Linked DNA regions of Canis lupus: region 1 is linked to region 2. A link is a contact called in public Hi-C data. All regions are on one chromosome and are shown on one strand. Each heading gives the region's core, a stretch centred on a gene start, on an enhancer-like site or on the middle of the called end of the contact. The rest is flanking DNA. Distances are from core to core; before and after follow the strand shown. Region 1 holds the start of CTSB (cathepsin B). Region 2 overlaps LOC119865841 (a long non-coding RNA gene).

Evidence for each region. A called contact is a pair of places that touch in the nucleus more often than the background predicts.
Region 1: a contact with region 2 is called in a Hi-C map of liver, with 3 times the contacts expected there. The contact joins the promoter of CTSB here to the enhancer-like site in region 2. A contact is called at or near these places in 4 of 9 Hi-C or Micro-C datasets (amygdala, blood and liver).

What each region holds. Positions count from the first base shown.
Region 1 is chr25:26,188,763-26,193,879 of UU_Cfam_GSD_1.0, forward strand. CTSB (cathepsin B) reads left to right here and starts at 3,360. Exons shown (of 10, transcript XM_038573646.1): 1 at 3,360-3,468.
Region 2 is chr25:26,142,177-26,146,936 of UU_Cfam_GSD_1.0, forward strand. LOC119865841 (a long non-coding RNA gene) reads right to left here. Exons shown (of 3, transcript XR_005378218.1): 2 at 3,025-3,165. Among named protein-coding and RNA genes, the nearest start is that of DEFB136, 25 kb to the left of the region's middle. Within about 2 kb of position 1,870, at least 1 of the 20 cell types and tissues checked has an H3K27ac peak or open chromatin away from gene starts, as enhancers often do. A contact at or near this core is called in liver, where this site is marked.

The sequences.
Region 1 (5,117 bases), core at 2,110-4,609, 48 kb after region 2:
TAAAAAAAAAAAAAAAAAAAAAAAGCAAAGTTCCACCAAGTTAATATGAAGATCTAATTAGCTTTATTAAACAATTTATGAGTTGACTAGCATCGCCCCATCTGGCAAGTAAGGGGAGCTCAGAGGTGTTGTGCATTATGGAGAAAAGGATGGGGCAAAAAGTTATTAGCAAAAGAAACACCGTTCCAGGCAAGGTTACTTTCCCTTAGCCAGAAAGGCAGGGGGTCTTATTAGGTGGGTAATGTGATTTTCCTTGGGGAATGGGGAGGTTAGAAAGGGCCCATTTGACAGATTACCTCATTGGTGCTGACCAGAAATTCTGGATTCATTGGCTTAACATTCCATTCCTGGGAAGACAGATGCTGCAGTTAAGTCTTGGCTTACTATCCTGGGGACAAGTGACTCTGAGTAAGGAAAGGGTTAGGGTCTAGGCAGGGGGAGATGGGAGGCCCCTGACTCCTCTAACTAGGCTCCACAGGGGAGTGGAAATCCCAAATGTGGAAAAATGCTGAGGTGGACAAAACCCAAGATAAGGGAATGAACTAGACCACCTAGCCCTAAATGGGAAGGCTTGGGAAGTTTTTTTTTTTATTTTTTATTTTTTTTGTCAGCTACCTTGTAATCACAGAAAACAACCAGACCTCAAAGAAGAAGTAAGCCATTAAGGATGTTATCAATAGTCCTTGCTCAAACCAAGCCCGCACAAAAAAGTCAAGGCCACAAGCTTCCTGGTCAGTTCTCAATACAAGACTGCCAGTAAAAGCCCAAGTGGCAACCCACACGGCAGGGCCCCTCTCACGCTAGAGAGCTTCTTTTTTTCCTTTCTGCTCCTATCTTCACTTAATACATTTTCACTTCCCTGTGAGATTCATTCTTGGACTCCGTGAGACAAGAACCCTGCAATCACATAACAACTCTACTTTGGGCTTTCTTTTTAACTATAGGCAAAAATCCTGGAGTTTAAGATCCAGTGAGGGCTTCGAGAATAAACAAATTATGTGGTGCCTTCCTTTCTCCATGAAGCATTCCTAGCTAAGGCAGGAAGGGTTACGTTCTACTGAAGTTGTACTTGTTTATTTCTCTGTTATTTCAAAAGTGATAATCTATCTCTACAATGACACCCATTCAAAATTTCATAAAAAAAGAAATCATGTGGGACGCCTGGGTGGCTCAGCGGTTAAGCGTCTGCCTTGGGCTCCAGGTGTGATCTTGGGGTCCTGGGATCAAGTCCTGCATCAGGCTCTCTGCATGGAGCCTGCCTCTCTCTCTCTCTGTCTCTCATGAATAAATAAATAAAATCTTAAAAAAAAAAAAAAAAGAGAGAGAGAGAGAGAGAGATCATGTAAAGTACTCAGCACTCCTGTTACGATGAGGAGAGATTTCCCATGGTCATCCGTGTGTCCTCCCCATTTGGGTTTCCTTTTATAAGCTCCATTACTGGGTTTGAAAATGATTGACACCATGTGGGAGAGGACATGTCAAAACACTGATTTGCAGCCTGAGTCCATGGTTCTCAAGATATGACTGGGTAAGCTTGTAGTGGGGCCATCTTGACTCCTTTCTTTAATTGGGACCAAAGAGGTACATGTGTCTAGACAGCTCTCTGATGCGCCCTGGCAGGCACGGGGACTGTGTGACACCTGGCGGCCAGGTATCTGCAAGATGCAGCAGATAGCAGCCAGTGATGTGGGAGACAAAGACAGAAGGAAATGCAGGAAAAATTAAATGGCCTTATAACCTGCAGCCCATATTGAGATCCGCAGAGTAGAACATTCCTCCAGGAAGCTCCCAGCTGTCTTAACGTCAATGTTTTGCTGTTGGGAAAAATAATCTTAGCCTGACAATAGCAAGGTCCTCCAGGAATCCAAGAGTCTTCTTTAGCGTGATCCTGGAGTCCGGGGATCAAGTCCCACATCAGGCTCCCTGCATGGAGCCTGCTTCTCCCTCAGCCTGTGTCTCTGCCTGTCTCTCTCTCTCATATGAATAAATAAATCTTAAAAAAAAAAAAAAAAGAGTCTTATTTAGCATATGAAAGTCCCTTTTGAACTTCCCTTTTCTTTACTTCACCCAACCCTGGCTAGCTCCCCACAATCCTGGGGCAGCAGCTCTTTGTCCTCACAGGTCATGTCTCCATGCTTTAGTATCACTTTTTTTGCACCAAAGATATCTCAAGAATTCTTGTCTGCTGTCTCCGGACTGAACTACTCAAAAAAACCCAAAAACAAAACAAAAACAAAAAAACTACATCACCAGGGCTTCTGGGAGTCCACCAGGCCTATAGCTTTCTTATTATTACCAAAAGCCACTGGATGAAATACTAGACTTTCCTGAGCCTCTGGAAGAAAAACTGGGATCATGCCAACGTTGCAAAGTTGTCAGAAGGATTCGAAACACGGGGATTCATGGAGATAGTGAGTCTTGAGCCACCCCACCGTCGTCCGTAAGCACTCCCCAAATAAACTCCAAGTAAAATACTGTCCCTTTAGGACAGGCCTATTGGGACCCCTCTTCCAAACGGATTTCTGCCCCTAAGGTCCTTCTCTAGAAATCCTGAAGCAGGTCCTGAAAGTCAGACCCATTTATTATTACATAACTGGAGGCTTTAATAGGCACGTTCTTAGACTATCGTCGCTAAAGGAGCCTCTAAAGGCTCCCCTGGGAGGCCTGCTATCATGATACCCCCAACTCAGTGGTTTCTGAATGGATGAAATGAGGGACAGTCACCCCCTCCTGCAAGCAGGGATCCCGCAGGCTTCGAACCGCTGCTTTCAGGCGGCGGCGGCCCCTGGGACTCTGTCCAGGTTGGATGGAGACCCTTCGGGCCACCTTCATCTCCCCTCGCTCCCCACTGGCCCGAGGCTCCGAGTCCCTCTTCCCCGGGCCAAGCCCACCCCCAGCGGGATCTCCGGGAGCAGAGGCGAGCGCAGGGTCCGTGGGGGCGTGGGTGCCTGGGGTGCGGGCGGAGGGGGTGCGGGGTGCGGGCGGAGGGCAGAGGGAGGGCGGAAGGGAGTGCAGGGGCAGGGCGGAGGGGTGCGGGGGGGGGGGCGGAGGGGGCGGAAGGCGGAGGGGTGCGAGGCGGCGGGGGTGCAGGGCCGGGGCCGGGACGGAGGGATGGGGGTGCGGGGCCGGGACGGAGGGCGGCGGGGGTCCGGGTGCGGGGCGGAGGGGTGCAGGGCGGAGGGGGTGCGGGGCGGAGGCGGCGGGGTGCGGGGGCGGGTGGAGGGGTGCGGAGCCGGGCCGGGCCGGGGCGGGGCGGAGGGCGGAGGGCGGAGGGGGAGCGGGGCGGGCCGGGGCCGGCGGCGGTCACGTGGCGAGTGGGCGGGCGCGCGGGGCGGGGCGGGGCGCGGCGGGGCGGGGCGGGCGGTACTTAGGCGCGGGGCGGCTCCGGGAAGCCAGGGCGGCTGCTCGGCTCGGCGCTGGCGGGCCCGGCTCGCAGGCTGCAGGCCCAGGCTCTCGGCGGCGGGCTCGGTGAGTGCGGGCGGGCGGCCGGGCGCGGCGCCCCCGCGGTGGAGGTGACCTTGGCGGGGAGGCGGGGAGGCGGGGAGGTGGGGAGGCCGGGAGCCCGGGCCCCTGTGCGGCCCCGCGGCATCCCGGGGCGGGCGAGGAGGCGGGGTGGGGGCGGGGGTGGCAGCCCGCGCGCTCCGGAAAGTCATCGCGGTGAGAAAAGCAAGAAGCCCCCAACTCCGGGTGGGCGGCCTGGCCCCGGCCCCGACCCCGGCCCCGACCCCGGCCCCGACCCCGACCCCAGCCCCGACCCCGGCCTCCGCCTCCGCCTCCTCCCGGGGCTGTGTCCGCGGCCAGCCCGGCTCCGGCTCCGGCTCCGGCTCCGGCTCCGGCGTGGGGGCCTGCGTAGTCCTGCCAGGAAGCGCTGGGCTGGGATCCCGGTGACTTTCGGCCAGAATCTAGCTCCCCGGCCCCTGGTGAGCTTCTGGGCCTCAGTTTCCTCAGGAAATTGCCGAGATAATAGTGTCTCCCTACGTCTGTTCTAGGTGTTTTCTTATTTCATAGGGTTTGGGCAATTCTCAGCCCACAACCGAACACACAGTTCCAGGGACCCCAGAGGACAGAGACCAGAAAACGAACCTGGAACTAGGTGGTGTAGGGTGGAGGCCACATGATGAGTTAGATCCACTGATGGGAAGAGAAACTGAGCAGTGCTTAGGAGTCTAGGCATTGGAAGCCCCAGTTCCCCTCCCCGGGAGGCTGGGGTGGAAGGGGAAGATGCCACTCCTTACTTCTTGACTGAGCCTTACATAGGCCCGGGTTGTTTGGGAGAGGGGAAAGCAGGGCAGAGACCCTGAGGCCTCAGCTCTTCCTTTAGTTAATGACCCCGGAGGTCTGCGAAAGGGAGCAGCATATGGGGAGCATTTAGGGGTAACAGTCTGGCGGGCTCAGCAGGCCATCCAATTAGATGTGAAATGGATTTGCCCCTTTGTGGGCCTAGGTCATTCTCTTCCTCAGGCACCTGGACCCCCGCCGCCGGCATCCCTCCGCCAGTCCTTCACACCCGGTGGGAGGGGGAGCTGGAGGGGTTCAAATGGACAGCTAGCATCTTTAGTTACCTTAGAAAAAACTGATCCTCAGTGCATCCACCGGACAGAAATGCAGCTGGGATGCATTTATCTAGTTGACTCTATAGTTTGAGAATGATAGGAAAGTGAAGAGGCTTAGGAGGCTGTCTGGTTTGGTAGGGGCTGCTTTTCTTCCATAACATCCTTAAATAATGGAGAATTGTTTTGTTTTGTTGTAAAGTAGGCTCTGTGCCCAACGTGGGGTTTGAACTCAGGATCCTGAGATCAAGAGTCACATGCTTTACTGACTGAGCCAGCCAGGCGCCCTGAGACTTATTTCCTGTTGGCACTGGTGATAGTGACCTAGAGCCCTTGAGCTTTATATAGGAAGGGGCTGAGCTGCATCCCCCCACACACCCTGTGTGGTTTTCCCAAAGAGAGGGTTTTGACGGTGCCCTGGAGAAAGTTTCCCCTCACATCTTTTTGGGCAGCTCTGTCCCAGAGCTGGGTTATTGCCACTCAGCAGTGGAAGGATGTAGATTCCTTATCTGGGGGCTTTGCAAGCCAGCCCAGCCCTGGCTCCACTAACTCCCCTGCTGGTTTCCC
Region 2 (4,760 bases), core at 620-3,119:
AACTGCTGCCTGATATCAGAGACAAGAACCTGAACTCCAAATTTTACATTCTTATTTTTTATTGTCCTTACATAAATGTAATTATACAACATATAATGAATAGATGATTTATATAACTAATATAGAGGATAATAAATATATATACTATTTAATGATTACTACATAATAAATGTAATCATTGTTACTATTATTTTAAACTATTTTAAACAAAGAGACAGGTGCAGAAAATCAGACTCCAATATTACCACCGCCAAGATTTAACAGGTGTAAATACTTAGTCATATTGGCTTCAGATCTCTTTAAAAGAGAAAAACATTATAGATAGAGCTAAAACCTTTATCATGCGCTCCATCCTACCCTCCCCCAAGGTAACTGCTAAGTGAATTTATATTTATCATTTGCAAGCATATTTTATACTTTTTCTACATGTGTATAAATAAGATATAGAATCACATACATTTAAAATGCATACTAAATCATATTGAAATGAAGGGGTGACTGTTAGCCTGTCCCCATGCAGTATCTGCACATTCCAGTAGATGTCACTAGCGTTCCAGTCAGGGAGGGATATTGGGGTTTGGTTTGTGGTTGTTTTGGTGTTTTGTTTTGTTTTTCTGTTCTAGTGACAGATTTCTTTCTGTGGAAATATTAACTCTCATTTGCAGTTTGTCTACATGCAAGGTCCTAGAGTTTTATTTTTTAAAATTTAAGAGCCATCCTGTAAGCAGTGATGATTCAGATGATTTCTTTCAGTCCTCGCCCTAGAAGGAAGGCTCACAAAAGCAGGGTGGGTACAAAGGCATGAGCAGAGAGGAGGAGATCTGCATTCTAGTCCTAGCTGTACCAACCTCAGAGGCAGCTGTGCCAGCCTCTCTGGGCCTCAGTGCTCCCCTCTGTAGAATACAGGAGTTGGACTCCTTCAGAGACAGCAAAGCATAGCATTATCACATGCTGACTCTGGTCCTTTGATAGTGGTTCTCTGGGGGCTACTCTAGGGCAGAAGAAAAAAAAAAAAAAAAAAAGGTTCCATAATCTACAAGCGATAGAGGGGAACTGGCAGCACGCATGCCTGGTGTTTGCCAACCTAGAGGACAATTTCCAAATGGAAGTCCCTCCTTAGCTTTAAATCTGTCTCCTACTCTCACCACGTGACTGCGTTAGCAGCCCCCAGAGATTGGCAGGCCTGGGGCCATGACCATCATTCTGTCGGGGTGACACACAGATTTCACTTTATTCATTTTCTTTTTAAATGAGTGTGGCTTGTTTTATGTCCCAGGAAGTCTTTTTTTTTTTTTTTTTTTTTTTTTTTTTTGTCCCAGGAAGTCTTAATGGCCACTGGTCACTAAATCATAGGTGGCCAATTCAGGGTCATAGGACACAGAGGTTGAGGAACTTGAGAAATCAGGCCTTGTTTTTCCCTGAAAACATTGGGCAGATTAACCCTGGCCACCCCAGATCCATAGCAGGCCCCTGAATACAAACATCTCCTACTTCCCCACTCACTAAAATTTGCCAACAGATACTGCAAATTTGAAATCGGAAGAAGTCCAGAGAAGGAAGGGCTACCAGTTTGATATTTTTCCAAATTTGATATTGGATGTCTAATGGGAACCCCCCATTTTGTATGTCCGAACAACTCTGGTCTGGAGACTGGGGCACAGACCAAGAGTGTGGGCCATGAGCCCCAGGAGGTCCGGGTTCCCCTGTGGCTGGCTCCAGGGGGCTCCAAGCAGGCTCCCAGGCCACGTGCACCCACTGGCCCCTCCCTGACCTGCCCTCTCTCTGGCCTCAGGGCCCTGGGGGAGGCCCAAAGAGGCCGTGGGAGTTTGGCTACCATTATCCGGCCCTTATCTGAGCCCACTTAGTTCAATGACTAGGAGCCGACCTGAGGGTCACGCCTGTCTCCAGAGAGCCGGTGCTATCTCGGTGACCTGTGGAAACCTTGGCATGAGCTCATGTTTTCTGACGAAAGAGAGGACCCCTGCCATATCACTGCCCTGTGCCCCCACCCCCAGCGTCTGGCATGAGCCCGGTGAAGGCTCCACCATTACTCACTGAAATAGCAACTCTGATAACTGCCCCAGACAGAAATACATTGATGAATTCCCATTCAGAAAAGCACCTCCTCCCTCCGTCCCTCCCTCCCTCCCTCCCTCCCCTCTGCCTTCATGTGGTGCTGCTAGAATGGACACTAGACACACAGGCAGGGCCTGTCTCAGACACAACCTCAAAACTGTCACTATCCTCCCCACTCCCATCACGTAGACATGGTGACACCATAAATCCCTAGAGAACTCTGTGCCCTAGAATTCATGTTAAGACATACTTTCTCTTCATTTCAGGAAAATGCCGTAAAGACAGCAAACTTATTCTACTCTTCTATGTGTTGCAGTATCTGACACCACCTGGCAAACCGTTGGCTGCTCAATATAAATGGGCTCCATTGAACTGGACTGGGTAAGCTTGACAGAACACAGGACTAGGAAGCAGGCACCCCATTGCTAGCCCTGACTCAACTCCCTTGGGTACCTTGGGCAGGTTAATGCTCCCTCTCTGAGCCACATAGAGTTACTTTATACAGTCCTAACCTCTTTGTTCACAGCAGCATTTAGTGCATTTATATTTAATGTAATTGCTGACATATTTAAGTCTACGACTATTATGACTTTTTTCAGTCCTGGTTGCCCTATGTTTGCTTTTCCTTGCTCCTCTTGCCATCACTTAACTTGATTGATTCCATCATGCTTTTTTTCCTCCACTACTCTGGAAGTCATAATCCCTATTTTTATCATAATAACCCCAGAAATCATAACATGCAAAGTTAACTTCTTATCAAAGTCTAAGGCTGAATAAATGTTTATCCCATTCCCAGACAATATAATGACCTACAGCACTTTAATTCCATTTACCCCTCCAGCTTATACACAATTGCTATATAATTCAATTTTTCCAGTTTTTTTTTAAATCCCACTAATTATTATTATTGCTGTTTCATACCATGTAGGGTACAAAATTTAAACTTACCTGTATATTTACTCATTTTCTTTGCTCTCTATTCTTGTATCTCAGTCTTGCCATCTGGGATGGTTTTACTGTCTGCCTGAAGCACATCCCATAAGATTCCTTTACATGGCTACTAATAATGGAAAATTCCTCTGGTTTTATCTGAAAATAACAACATCTATCTGTTTATTTTGCTCTTATTCCTTAAAAAGAAATCACTGATAGAATTCTAGATTAATGGTTATATATTTTTTTCAGCACAATTGAAAATATTTGATGACCTTCTAGATTCCATTATTATTGGTGTGGTCATCCCCCCCCCCCCCCCCAAGCTACTTTTAAGATTCTTTTCTCTGTCTTTGGTTTTCTGCAGTTTTACTAAGATGTGGCTAGGATTTCTTTATTCACTTAGGGATTTATTCTATTACACTTGAACCTGTGGCTTGAGGTCTTTTATCAATTCTGCAAAATCTGTACCTATTATCCCTCAAATCTAGTCTCTATTCTATTCTCTCATCTCCTCTAGGATTCTAACTAAACATATAATAGACTCTCTTATTCTATCTTCTATATACCTTATCCTTTCTTCTCCATTTTCTATTCTTTTTATCTCTCTGTGTTGTAATCCAAGAGATCTTTCTCTGGCTAATTTCCTACTTACTAATTCTCTCTTTAGTTGTGTCTCATCTGCTATTAAAGCCAGCCAGCCATTGAACTTTTTAAATTTGGGTTAGTGTACACTTTATTTCTAAAAGTTTTATTTGGTTTAAGATCTTATGTCACTTTGGAAAGTTTCCTGCAGAGATTTTCAAGCTTCTCTTTTATTCTTTTAGGCATATTAAGTACATTTTTTGTGGGGATATGTTTGAAATGACCAACAGAAGAGAATCTCTTCCTGATTATTCCAATAATCAAGTATTTGTAGATTTATTTCTGTGGTCTGTTCTTTCTGCTTGTTCTTCTGATGGTACCTTGTTTTCTTTTGGTCCAGGTTATCTTTTATTGTGAGCTACTCATTATACTTGAAAAATATTTATAGTAATAATTTCAGATCCAATATAAAGATATGTTTCTCCAAAGAGAGTTTTGCTTGTTTCTATGAGATGCTTAGGGGCTATGCACCTCCAGAGCTGCCTTAAACCAAGTTCAAAGCTTAAGATTCCTTGGTCCACCCAGGCAATGAGAACTGCAATTGCTCACCCTCAGTAGGACAGGTACATATCTGGCTCACCATTATGCTAGGGATATAGCCCTTTTGTGAGGCCAGCATACTGTGGGAGAAATTTTCTGTTAGACTTTCCAATTTACATGGGCTTGGACCTTTGTTTCTCTGCCCTATCATCCAATCCATGAGGCTGCCAAAGGAAAATCCACATTTGCCAGCATCAGTAAATGCCTTCAAAGCCAAAGTGCTTTCTAGATTCTGCTTACATTTCTAGATACTTGTTTACACTCCAATTTTGACCAGATAATTTAGTACTGCTATGTCCATACTTAAATGCTTTTAAGATTTTTAAAAATTCAATAATTTCTTGTTTTCAGGCAGCCCCAGTAGCGCAGCGGTTTAGCGCCGCCTGCAGCCTGGGGTGTGATCCTGGAGACCTGGGATCGAGTCCTACATCGGGCTCCCTGCATGGAGCCTGCTTCTCCCTCTGCCTGTGTCTCTGCCTCTCTGCCTGCCTCTCTCTCTCTCTCTCTCTCTCTGCCTCTGAATAAATTTTTTTTAAAAAAGTTAAAAAAAAATAATTTCTTGTTTT